Regions from separate parts of the Zea mays genome. Here region 2 is linked to region 1. A link is a contact called in public Hi-C data. All regions are on one chromosome and are shown on one strand. Each heading gives the region's core, a stretch centred on a gene start, on an enhancer-like site or on the middle of the called end of the contact. The rest is flanking DNA. Distances are from core to core; before and after follow the strand shown.

What was found. A called contact is a pair of places that touch in the nucleus more often than the background predicts.
Region 2: a Hi-C map of leaf shows a contact between it and region 1, with 5 times the contacts expected there. The contact joins the promoter of LOC100384794 here to the promoter of LOC103632784 in region 1. A contact is called at or near these places in 3 of 25 Hi-C or Micro-C datasets (leaf and tassel).

What each region holds. Positions count from the first base shown.
Region 1 is chr7:123,179,981-123,187,118 of Zm-B73-REFERENCE-NAM-5.0, forward strand. It overlaps LOC103632784 (S-adenosylmethionine decarboxylase proenzyme), which reads right to left and starts at 5,551. Exons shown (of 3, transcript XM_020541159.3): 1 at 5,393-5,551; 2 at 4,882-5,047; 3 at 2,997-4,766. The coding sequence starts at 4,570. The coding sequence ends at 3,392.
Region 2 is chr7:123,448,576-123,455,308 of Zm-B73-REFERENCE-NAM-5.0, forward strand. It overlaps LOC100384794, which reads left to right and starts at 2,635. Exons shown (of 13, transcript NM_001177240.2): 1 at 2,635-2,806; 2 at 2,906-3,058; 3 at 3,184-3,320; 4 at 3,417-3,566. The coding sequence starts at 2,722.

The sequences.
Region 1 (7,138 bases), core at 4,301-6,800:
GATACTTTTGAGTTTTCTTGATCAACATTAACTTTACAAATACAATGTTATTCATTTCTATAACATCAAGGCTTAGTAGCTGAAATGAGCTCATGTAAGTATGTTTGTTCGTGTGGCTTCTGATAAAAGGTATTTCAATTATGAACCGACGAGTTAATTTATTATTCTGATCAATTGCAGTTGGTGTACCTGTTGTGGAACTCATCTTGGTTGACTTGAAGTAGGCTTCATATAAATCTTAGCATACCATTGCGAATTGTTGGTGGTCTTATTGGTGGACAAGAACTGTAGTCATTGATTGGCAATGAATGAATAATTCGTAGCAACCTAAAATTGTATGGCATGCTTAAATTTCTGGAGAGATGACATGTTCTATGTTTAAATTGTGTTGATTTTATTTGGTTTTTGTTGGTATTTAAAGTTTGGGATTTAATCCATATGAAATAAGCGAACAAACATAGTTATTCGGTTTTTGGGATACAATCCATATGAAATAAACGGACACACATTGGTTGATTGGGTTTAGGGATTTAGTCCCGCATGGGATTGGGTGAATGGCTTGGATTCACCCAATCCATATATGAAAAAAAACAATTCAGGAAAATTCTATAGCTACCGAACAAAAACATGGTTGAGCCCGGGATTGCATCTTGCAAGGAAGCATAGCTCTCCTACGTTATCATGGAAAAAAATCTTGAAAGCAATATTGCGCTAAGAGCTTCGCAGTGTAGGGCCATTGATTTTGGAAGCCAAATCTGACAGCTTTGTAATACTATCTCCAACAATTTATCTATACACATCCCTATATTAAAATTCAACTCTATGAGCAGTACAATTTATGTGCTTCTGTAACTCGTCATTACTTGAGTTATATACCTTCTCTTTGAGTTACTATAACATTGGCTTATAATATTACAGACCCAGCTAGAAAAAGAGAGGAGGGAACGTCAAGAGATGGAGGCGAGGATGATGGCGGAGCGGGAGGCGGAGCGGGCGGCTCGCCTGGCAGATCAGCAGAGGATAGCGGAGATGTTCCAATACATGCAGAGCCTTGACACCGCACAGGGTTTCGCTCCGCCACCTCCATTGTTCCCTACAATTGACCCTGCTCTGTTCCATACTCCTGTGAGTATCAAAATTGTAGTTAGATGTTGGTAATGCATCTGGTATAACACACACAATCTCTTCTCTGTGCAGGGCCAATCTGGAGCGGCATCCAACAACCCTCATGAAGCGCCCATCCCATCGCAGCACCAGTCGCAGCATCAGTCCAACCGCCCACCTCGATGAGAGTTATGTTTTTAGTGTTCAGACTTCAGAACTTGTGTTGAATACTTATGTGAGAGCTTGAGACTTATGTCTTGATACTTCTGAACTTGTGTTGATACTTCTGAACTTGTGTTGAGAACTTGTATATTAATGTTTGTATTGGATATTTATGTCTGTGACAATATCTATGATGTATATATGTGATATATGTGATGTATATTTTATTTGTTTGGATGGAATAGAAAAAACAAATTAAAAAGGTGTGTACTGGTCACTTTGCCGAGTGTTACACTCGACAAAGAGGTGGTTTATCGAGTGTCAGGGCCATAGCACTCGGCAAAGAACCAATACCTGGGCACCGATATAGCTTCTTTGCCGAGTGTGGTGACCCTGACACTCGACAAAGAGGCACGCTTTGCCGAGTGCCGTACAGAGCACTCGGCAAAGAACCTGACAAAGGGACCCGCTGACGGATTCTTTGCCGAGTGCTGGCCGGTAGACACTCGACAAAGAGGTAACTTCTTTGCCGAGTGTATTAGAAGACACTCGACAAAGGTAATTTCTTTGCCGAGTGTCACCTAGAACACTCGGCAAAGACACTGTCTCTGTCACCTCGACGCCATGACGGTCGCTTTTCTTTGCCGAGTGCCCGAGAAAAAGTACTCGGCAAAGAAGCCTTTATCGATGTACTGTTCATCGAGCCCTCTTTGCCGAGTGCGACACTCGGCAAATACTTTGCCGAGTGTTTTTCAGGCTTTGCCGAGTGCTTCAGGCACTTGGCAAAGCACCCGATTCCGCTAGTGTTTACAAATACAATGTTATTCATTTCTATAACATCAAAACTTAGTAGCTGAAATGAGCTTATGTAAGTATGTTTGTTCGTGTGGCTTCTGATAAAAGGTATTTCAATTATGAACCGACGAGTTAATTTATTATTCTGATCAATTGCAGTTGGTGTACCTGCTGTGGAACTCATCTCGGTTGACTTGGAGTAGGCTTCATATAAATCTTAGCATACCATTGCGAATTGTTGGTGGTCTTATTGGTGGACAAGAACTGTAGTCATTGATTGGCAATGAATGAATAATTCGTAGCAACCTAAAATTGTATGGCATGCTTAAATTTCTAGAGAGATGACATGTTCTATGTTTAAATTGTGTTGATTTTATTTGGTTTTTGTTGGTATTTAAAGTTTGGGATTTAATCTATATGAAATAAGCGAACAAACATAGTTATTCGGTTTTTGGGATACAATCCATATGAAATAAACTGACACACATTGGTTGATTGGGTTTAGGGATTTAGTCCCGCATGGGATTGGATGAATGGCTTGGATTCACCCAATCCATATATGAAAAAAAAAACAATTCAGAAAAATTCTATAGCTACCGAACAAAAACATGGTTGAGCCCGGGATTGCATCTTGCAAGGAAGCATAGCTCTCCTGCGTTATCATGGAAAACAAATCTTGAAAGCAATATTGCGCTAAGAGCTTCGCAGTGTAGGGCCATTGATTTTGGAAGCCAAATCTGACAGCTTTGTAATACTATCTCCAACAATTTATCTATACACATCCCTATATTAAAATTCAACTCTATGAGCAGTACAATTTACGTGCAAAACAATATTTTAGGTGACTATATAGGTAAACTGCTGGACACGGTCTTAAGACTCGAAGAAATACATTGCTGACTCCGACCCGCTCGCAACTCTTACACGGCATAACAGGAAAAACATATATATGCTGTGTTATAAACCTGTCCAACAAGAGTGTGAATCAAAACATTGACAAAACTTGGTGCTCATACTGAGACTATGTAACTAATTAAATAACACTGCTAGTGTTACGTTGATGAACAAGAATAATCTCATGTCGTGTTGATGGCTTCTGTTGAGAACAAGAATAACATCAGTCGTTGAAGACCCACTGACTAACAACAAAAATAATATCAAGCACTATGGCAGACGCAGATCCAGAGTACTTATTGAACAGGAAAAATATTAAGCAAACAAATTGCCGGTAGCCCAGCTAACTGCTTAACTGAAACCAAAAGAACAGAGAGACAGAGGTCTCAGACTTCTTCATAACTTAGGTGAAGAACCACCTAAGTTATCCAAATCTTTAAGCATCCAAATCTTTCTTCACCACCTTCTTCACCGCATTCCAGCAGCCAATACACATCTCGTCATTTGAGGCCATCTCCATTCCATCGCTGCTCCAGCCATCCGTCTGCAAGGTCGACCTTGGCGATACAGAGCCAGAGGGAACATCAGTAAAGCTCTGGTACATCAGCAGACCGCCACTAGGAAGCTCTTGCTCTACAGGATCACCGCACATGTAGGAATCGATGTCTGCACCCGTCGCCCATGATTTGGCGAACCCACGGCCACCAAAGATGGTAACTGCGACCGAGAAGTCCGAAGGAGAGAAGCCTGCCAGGACCCTCCTGATCACATCGCTGTAGACCAGTGAGCTGGGGTCGAAGTTCATAGCTTCGTAGCTTGCGTAGCTGAAACCTTCCTCGGGTGTCACGTGGATGGTGGAGGCTGCAGGCCCTAAGACGCCATTCATCGAGTACCCACAGGGGTCAAACTCGAAGTCACAGATCTCCATCTCGGGAATGATCTCATGAATCCCCGAGAGCTTCGTCATCTCTTTAGCTGAAGTGCAGCTGCCACCAGTGGAGTTCTTGAAGAACACAGCAGCTTTCTTAACGTCAAGCTCTGTCATGCACATCTCAAGCGTCACCATAGGACGCTCAGGCTCCTCTGTGGCGTAGTAGACATGCCACTTCTTGTTGGGCTTGAACGGTTCACCGATCAGGTAGGCATTGCCACCGGACTTGAGGTTACCAAAGAAAGCGTTCAGCACAGATACCTCCTCCGAGAAGCTGCGGTGTGGCGCGGGCTGCGCGCCGGGGAAGATGAAGGTCCCACGAGAGTACTTCGCAGAAAGAAGAGGCAGTGACAGCCCTGCAGCAAGCTCAAGGATGCGAGGAATGGCGAGCAGCAGCTTCGTCGTCCCACAGGTCTTCAGAACAACCTTGTGGGGATACACAAAGAGGCTGGACTCGGACAGAACATATGAGTCGAAGCTCTCGTTGGAGAGCTGTGACACTATGGTGCACCGTGCGAGATCCAGAAACGAGTCGATCTGCTCACGGGAGAGGGCGCGCAGGCCACGACCACAAGGGTCCTCAAAAACAGGCGCGTCAGAGAACGTGATCTCGAGGCGTTTCTCATAGCCCTCAAAGCCAATAGGGGAGGCAGGAGAAGAGACACAAGAATCTGCTGAAGACATCGCCACTGGATGACGTTGCAAGAAAGAGAGGATGAGAGAGGAAAAGGAGAGATGGGCAAGACAAGTTGGAATCTCAGAAGCAGAGGAAGGCAGCCAGAGCCAACGGAAAACTACCGACACAAGAGGAAAACTGAATTAAAATCCTACTCTACCGCGAATTGCATGTGAGGCGATATCAGGATGGCTGGCGGACGCACTGCAAAACAAAAGATCAAACAAATAACGAGCGTCAGTAACCAAAGCGTGGAACGTATCAATGAGAAGTAGATTTAGAACGGCATTGCTTGTACCGCAGGTTTTTTGGTTCTTACGTTGGAATAAGCAGCAGTCTGGAACTTCTTGATTCCTCCGGCTGGGCGAACGTCCTCGATCTTGTAGCCAAGGGGAGCTTCGTACATGAAATTACTACTACTACTACTAGACTTCTTGCCACCTTTCGACTCCATTAGAGCATCCACAAATGCAATCTCCTTGAACCTGTCGATCGAAAGAGAGTAAGTTCTCCTTCTTGGGCAGCAGAACAGCACAAACGATTAGCAGTTATCAGGATCCAAATTCTAAGGTAGCACAGACAAAATGTAAGTTTTCCTGACACCTCCGACAAACGGGGGCAGGAAGGCGATCTCAAACTCTCCCGACGAAAATCAAAAGCGCCCTCAAGAACCTAACCAAGATCTAAGCCAACGTACTACGATCTACCACAGACGAAACCGCCGGCCACTCCTCTCAGGACCCAACAGAGTCCTGGCGCACACAACGCAGGGCACGGCAGCAGGATGAGTAAACCGAGCGCAAGGAAGGACGAGAGGAAGGAAAACTCACGTTCGTCCAGAACGAGAACGGTGGCGGCTCCAAGACCAGCGGGCTCGTTGGAAGGACCGGCCGAGAGGAAGGAGGTGAGGGCTGCTGGTGCTCTGGGTTGGGCAGCTCGACGGCGGGGAGAAGGAATAGGTAGGGCGGCTCTTCTTGGGATGGGTGGAGACAGGAACGCCGAACGCTATTTATAGCGGCCAGCGGGCGTGAGGGCGCCCGGGGCCAGGGCCACGGCCCGCGCCAACGAGCTGGCTGGCCCAAACGGTAAACGCTAATCTGGTCGAGTCCACTGTAAAGTTCGATGCACGTGGAGAAAGTTTATTGAGGAAAGAAATAAATGGAATTCGTTGATGACTAGAGAGCGTGCTTTGTATAGTCGCATCTGATATTATACGCATAAAGTACCATGTCATTTTCACGACATCTTAAAGCAAAGTCTTAGAGTTAAAAACTAATATAAAACATAAAAATAGAACGATAAGTATCATTATAATATATAAAATCTGTATGACAAAATATCAGTATAATATTAATATTATATTGACGATATAAATATGTAATATTATTATAAATATGTTGACTAAATAGAATGAACTGATGTCGAACAAACATTATAGTATCACAAAAATTATTTTTAAAGAATCAATATAGAATTCTGAATGTTAGGCAAATATATTGCGTTAATCTAAACTTTTTTAGCGACATTGATGCATCTGTTATATGTTTGTAGTGATGGTATATCAGTATTAATTACACTTATAACTTAACAGGTCAATCACAAAGTTCCTCTAAACAATCTTTGGATCCTATGCACAAGATATAATAGAACAAAATGCAATTTTTTTATTATGTAATTGGAATGTATGTTTGAACATGAAATAAATGTACTCCAATCACCCTAACAAATTTCATTCGTCGATCATTCCCGCACATGGTCATAACTTATAGAATGAGGTAGTTTTTATTAATCCTATAGAATAATGTTTCACCAACTATGTTATATATAATAGAAATCCTAGAATTTTTTTTAAATTGCTCAGAAGGTGGTACAAAAAACCCTTTTGAGTTCATTGGAGAATTAGTTTGAATTGTATGTCCCCACTTAAAAATATTCTATGTCCATCTAGAACGTTTCTTGTTGTAAATAATCTTATATTTCTTTGAGGTCATGATAGTCGCTTCTGCGAATATCTTGTATGGCATATGCTTACACTAATCTCGAGTGAGTGTAAAGTCGATGAAAGTCACATACTTCTTACCATGATCGACTATGAAAAGGACGTATCAATCGATGAATTTCCATGGCATAAGAATCTGCAAAATATCAACCATTAGGATTGCAAAGATGTGTCCTTTATAAATGCATTCGAAATGAACAGAGACTTACATATTTACAACCCGTGATATAATAGTTCATTGATGGCCAACAGTCAAATGTTTTCGCTAACTCTTCTATTGTAGTGTCCTCATGATACTTTGGAACTTTGCCAAAACCAGTTACTCTCTAGATAATTTATATATATATATATATTACTACATGAGGATTATATATAGATACCATATATTATTACGATATTGATAAGAAATAAACTTACACTGAAGCGCATGACAATATAATGCTTTCTAGCCCTTATCTTTTCACCTTTTGGCCTTTTTTCTTGATTGGCAAGAAGTGAAACAACCATGTCAAAACATTTTTGGGTCATATCTTGATTTATTTTGGATATTTCTTGCATATCTTTGAGAGATATTTCT
Region 2 (6,733 bases), core at 1,385-3,884, 270 kb after region 1:
GTATCTGATCGATGAAAAATCCCTGATGGATTACGATCTTAGATGGACTTTTGTTACACCATCATAGATGTTGCAATGGATGAACGCCTCGAGCGATGTGTCATATTTAGAATATGTACTATTGCAACTATATTATCCCCTAAGTCCTATTGAAGGACATGTTATTTGCTTTGCACAACTATATATAAATTGTGGTGTAAGATAGAAAATGATAGCACCCCAACCTCATCCATTCTCGTTATTCTAGATGAACAATGAGACATATATATTGAAGAATATGCTTGAGTTATGAGGGATAACGACTTTGACAGATGTCATCGTCAGGGGGAGCGAATGAGGGATGAGGGACAATCGCGAGACAATAAATGTCATATTCTATGCCCTGAAGGCGTGAGCTTGATGTGAACCTTTATGGAATTTTCTATCAAATATATAGATCCAGTCTATCGAACGCCATCGGTCAAATTGGCTTATTTATATTGATACGTGCACTTACCTCGTATATCCTAGAAGTGAGTAGAGGTAAAGTTCCTGAAATAGTCCTTGCAAAGATATGCAATCTGTTTGCTAAATCTTTAGGTGCATATACTTCCAGAAGAAGATGTTTTGCCTTATTGATACGGTTTTGCAAGGATCAGGGGGAGCACATTTCTAAAAGTTAGCCCTTGTAGAAGATTCGATAGAATCTAGATCCCAGAGGATCGAAATCTGTCCCGATGACAGTTGTTGTACTCTTTTTCCCTTGGTGAGTTTTCTTGAAGTTTCTCACATGAGGTTTTTAACGAGGCAACAAAGTGCAAATGCAATTTGTATCACCATGCACTCTTTCTCCACATTTTCCCACTGGGTTTTTCGGAGTTTTAACGAGGCATGTGTTGGTCGCGGTATTCGCCCAAGGGGGAGTGTTAAGTAACCCTAGTTAGGGTTATGTGGGCAAATACCTGCTTTGCCCCTGAGGGGTCTCACATCTCTATATAAGGAACCTGTACACCCCCTCATAATACAGAGAAGAGAAAGAGGCCAGAGGCCCAACCCTACATCCTGTGTCTCGTGTGTTTCACTGTCGTGCTTCTGGGAAGGGATACGAGTCTTCCACGACTTCTCGCGCCTAATCTACTGACGGGAGGGAAGGGTGCGGATCTGGTGATCCGTGGTAACGTAGTTCTCAACACCCTGCACATGATGGATGGTGTTCGAGTCTATGGAATACGCGCACAACGAAAACAAGAGCCTATCATTTTGGTTGGATCGGGATGTGCGGAGATGGGACGCCAGGTTTACCCCAACTAACACCAGGATCTCCCGATCCCGTAGGCCGGCCCCGTTCGCTCAGCGTCGTCTTCTTTTCTACAGGCGCCATGCCACTGCCCCTGCTTGCGTGGTCACAACAGTTTAGGCTTCATGGATCTAGCAAAAAGCCTGCATATGCACAACGGAAACGAGAGCCCGTCATTTTGGTTGGATCGGGACGTGCAGAGATGGGCCGCTAGGTTTACCCCAACTAACACCAGGATCTCCACTTCTCCCGATCCTGGAGGCCGGGCCCCGTTCGCTCATCGTCGTCTTCTTTTCTACGGGTGCCATGCCACTGCCCCTGTCACAACAGTTTAGGTTTCATGGATCTAGCAAAAGGAGGCCGCACGCCTTGGGCTGGATATCCAGTCAGGCTCGACTCGTCCGAGTTTGAACTGGCTTGTTAAGCTAACGAGTCACAGAATCAACTCGGTTTGGCTAGTTTAGCTCGTGAGTTATAGTAGAAAAACAATATGTATATATTAATCAATTTCTAGTTAATTTCAAACTAATTTAATAATATAAAATAGTAATTATACTTATAATTTCACAGAGCACAACAATGTAATACTAAATTAACACAACTCATCACTCAAATTCACTATCCATACATATGTTCATTAGTTTAACTCACAGTTATATTTGCATAGGTTAATTTAACACATAAACACAGTTCATCAATCATTAGTTTAACTCATGAGTCATAGACATCACACATACATATAACATGTTCATCAATTGTTACGTAGATAATATGTACCAGCCCTACCCACGCCCCACCAGGCCACCAGCCCACGAGCTCCACTGGGCGGGACGTACATGTGGCTCCACACGTCAGTGATGGTCACAGCAGTTCAGACATCGTGTATCGAGCAAAAGGAAGCCGCGCGCCCCACCGTTCCACAAAGCAGAGCTCCACTGGGCGGGACGTACATGTGGCCCCACACGTTAGGACACGTCCCTCTCCCGCAGGCCGCAGTCAGCCTTCTCCCGTGTAATGTAAGGGGGTGTTTGGGAACAAAGTTTTTCTGCAGTTTTGGAAGAATACTGCAGTATTCTCAAATACTGCAGTATTATATACATAATGGTGTTTGGCAAGCTGGGTAAAATCTCTGTTTTCAAAACTGAAGTATTGCAAATACTATAGTTGTTTTAAGGCATTCTAAACTTAGCTCTGGACCTCAGTTTTCAAAACTGCGGTATTATAAACTACGGTATTGTCATAACTAAAGTATAGTATAGTATTTCAAAAACTGTGGTTTTCAAAAACTTTGTTCCCAAACAGGGCCTAAGTGTGCAAGTGCAAGTGCAACCGCGAGCGCGACCTTTTCCCGTGGGCGCCTAGGAAAAACAGCCGTTTCCTGCGCCCGTCCCTCACCTTCACGTCGGCGACCGACCGGCAGACCGACAAACTCGAGGCAGGCCCCAATGGCGTTGGCTCGCCTCCGCCTCCTCGACCGCTACGGTCTCCTGTCGCCGGCGCTCTCTGCGACGGCGCTGCGGTCCTTGGGAGGTTGTTGCACTAGAGCCGTTCGACGGAATGCCGCTGCGGAATGGGGTTGACTGCTGACCGTGTCTCCCTTGACATTGGGGCTGTCGTTTCTCCCTACAGACCTGCGCGCGCTCTGCACGCTCTCCACCACGCTGCGGTCCGGCGCCGGCGAGGACGAGATCGAGCGCATCCGCCGCGAGTTCGATGACGCCAAGCGCAACTACCTCAGCATTCCCGCCGCCATCAAGGACATGCCCAAGATGAATCCGCAAGGTCGGGAAAAGGGAATCTCGATTGCCCATTCGCTTCCCTATCCTCCTACAGTCTTGCTTTACAGATCGGTTCTTCAGTCTCTTAACATTGCTGGCCTAGCGTTGGGACGCTGTCGCGGGTTTCAGGCATTTACGTCAACAAGAACGTCAAGCTGGACGACCTCCAGGTCTACGGCTTCGACTACGACTACACGCTGTCGCACTACTCCGAGCACCTGCAATGCCTTATCTACGATCTTGCCAAAAGGCACTTGGTCAATGAGGTTTGGTTCCTCTCTTTCTTGGGTGTCATCACATCTTTGCATGGATGACTGAATGCTGCCCTTGTGGTTTCTGAGCGGACCTGATGTTTTCTGCAGTTGAAGTATCCGGAGAGTTGCTTGCAGTACGAGTATGACCGCACCTTCCCCATCAGGGGTTTGTACTATGACAGACTTAAAGGGTGCCTACTCAAGCTTGATTTCTTCGGCTCTATTGAACCAGATGGTTGCTTCTTTGGGCGGCAAAGGGTAATATGCTCTCTCATTCATTGTTTCTCCTTTTTATCTCAACCACTCGCATCTAACTTAAATAACTATGCATGCTTTAGTTCCTTTACAAGATATATAATTATCATCTTGTTCGGTTGGCTTTAGTCCGTAGCGGCTTCTACTACTTCTACATTGTTTTGTCTCTATGGATTATGTTAGCAAAACCGGCAGACAAAACGAAGTAGATCAACCAACAAACCACAGAGCACGACACACATATTTACGTAGAAAACCCTTCAACGCGAAGGGAAAAACCACAGGCACCAGCAGACGAAACATTCACTATGATGTGGAGTGTTTACAGAACGCCATCCTTAGACGACGGTTTACAAGAGGAGTAATGATTGTGACGTAGCACCTCTGATTTCAAGTCGTTCGACTAATCGCGATTAGTCGGGCTGGTCGGTTTAGGGTAAGCGATTAGGGAACCCGACCCGATTAGGTGTTCTAGTCGACCTAGTCGTCCGACTAGGCCCGATAAATCGCTCGATCAGACAGTACTTAGCGACTAGGGTTTGTATGATGTAAAAAATTTGTAGGCCTTTTTTGGCGGGCGGTCCGGCTACAGGAGCTGAACCGTCAGAGGCGCCGTCGTGATATACCCTTGCACACGACGGTTTGTGTCTAATCTCCTCGATTCTTGGCGTCTTCATCTCCTTCCTTCTGCAGTTCTGGTTCTCTATCTCTAATTTCTTCTCTTCTCCTGTTGTCGTTCTCTGTCCTCCTGGCTCTTGGGTTTTGATCATTGGCGTCGACGCACTGCACAAGGCTCTTGCCTCCTGGTAAGTTGATCACCGGTGCACAGATTCAGTGACAGTCGATGTATTAAAAAACCTTGGCCCCAATTTGTCTTCCTCGGCGCGCAACGCAAGGCCCTAGATTCAGTGATAGTCATATTTACTTCTGTATTCTGTATTGTGTTCTGTCCTTCTATGTTTCTGACTCAGTTCATATTAGAGAATAGAGATTCTGTTCATATTGCCATCCTTGTTCATGTTGCCATCCTCTGAATCCTTATTCCTTTGATCAGTATTGCAGAATTCATGTCATGTTTACCCTACCCTTTATATATAGTTATATACCGTATATAGTTAATTAGTTATATACTATATACATATGTCTTGGATGAACAGGACGACTAGTATACGACCAGGTCGACCAGAGGTCGATTAGTCGACCTAATCGTCGATTAATCGAGATTAGTTGCCTAGTCGGACCCCTAGGTCGACTAGCTGGTCGCTCGACCAGAAAACAATGCGTAGCACAAAAAACCCTAATTACGCTTTGGCTCAAGCCTCTCGGTGACGGGCCTCCGCTCCGCTCACCAACACAGCCTCCATATGTAGAATTTGGATCACAAACTCAACAGATTACATCTGCAGCAATCCGAAAAACTGGCTTTAATCTGAAGCGAACAACCCCTATATGTATTGAGAAGTTTGCTAGCCTTGTTTTTTATGTTGTCTGGTTTACATGATTATTATTGGGTCAATTCATATGTAAAAATTTAGGCTCACACAATGTCATAGATTGCATGACAGTGGATGTTTGTTGATGTCATGAGGTGGCAGCCTAGGGCATGGAGGCCATAGGGATAGGCTCAGGGTTAGGATTAGTGGATAAATATTAGATTAGATAAGATTGCGTTAGTTACTTGAGATTAGATTAGACAAGATTGAGTTAGTTACTTGAGGGTCAAGTCTTCCTATTTATATAAGGATAGGTTGTACCTCCTTAAGGGGGAATCAATGAAGAAGAATTAGTCTTGGATCTCTCTAATAGTCTAGTCCCCCAGCCGACTTCGCCCGGCTATCTTCCCCGCGCTGTTTATCCCGTTATGAACTAGGATCCATAACATCTGGTATCATGAGTCAAAGATCCTTTCCCATGACTTCTGCTGCAGACCATCTCCGCCAGTGTTTTCAAGTCGTCCGACTAATCGCGATTAATCGCGATTAATCGGACTAGTCGGTGGACTGGAAACGATTAGGGCCACCAAGGCGATTAGTACAACTAGAATTATGGTCGTCCGACTAGTCGTCCGACTAGGGAGAGGACGACTAGTTTGGACATGCCTTTGTTGATGGCTATTGGGCTTTTGCAGCTGGGGTTTTTACTGGGCCACAATTTGCTTTGTGGGCTTTAGGGTTGACACTTGAGAATTAGACAAGCACCCCGGTAAAATATACTCCCGCTCACGCACAACCCCTCTAGGCCCTTCTCTCGCTCACGCACAACCGCCAGGGCACAAGGACCTGGAGCCGTCGTCGGGTGCCACCGTCGGGAGCCATCGAGATAGAGGCGCCGTCGCCCGATGGAGGAGCCGTCGGCCACATCCAAGACAGACCCGACTGCCGCCTCCGCCTACGAGTCCAAAGATAGAGCCGGAGTGTGGGACGTCGCCCAAGGAGGAACCGCCGTCCGTCTCCCCCTCTAACCCTATGCACCACTGCCGCCCAAGGAGCCACTGTCCTACCCTTACCTTGACCTTGTGCAGCACTACAGAGTCCTCTCCTAAGATGAGCACATCGTCTGATGGTCAGTACTCAGCCTTTGCTTTCCTCTCCTAAGATGACCAGCTCGACTAGGGTCGATTAGTTGACCTAGTCGACGACTAATCGCGACTAATCGACCCATCGGTCCCTATACGACTAGGTTCGACTAGACGACTTGAAAACATTGATCTCCGCACCTGGCGTGAGGAGCTTGTTCGTGCCAGGACAGATCTAGTGCAGGCCCGATCTGCTATCCTCTAGCTTCGTGATCTACTCGCAACAAAAGTGGAGTCTGACCACCGATCAGCGGTGGCAACGCGACTGCTGGCGGCCGCACGTGGCTTCCTGGCGTGGCGTCTAGTGCGGCAAGTTGCGGCAGCGGTGCGGCTGCAGGCAGTGGCTTGCTGTCTTCAGGCTGCAGCACACGGCTTCCTGGTGCGGCGTCAAGCACGACAAGTGGCAGCGGCGGTGCGGCTGCAGGCTACGGTCCGTCGTTCCATGGCACAACGACTTGCATCGATATCGCGTGTTGAGCAACACGCGTCACATGGGGCGACAATACCTTTGGTAGGGTTGGACGATCCTTCACTCTAGTTCACCGTCCTGATCCATAGTTTACGTTTTAGCGTTTAAACGACACTAAAACGACGT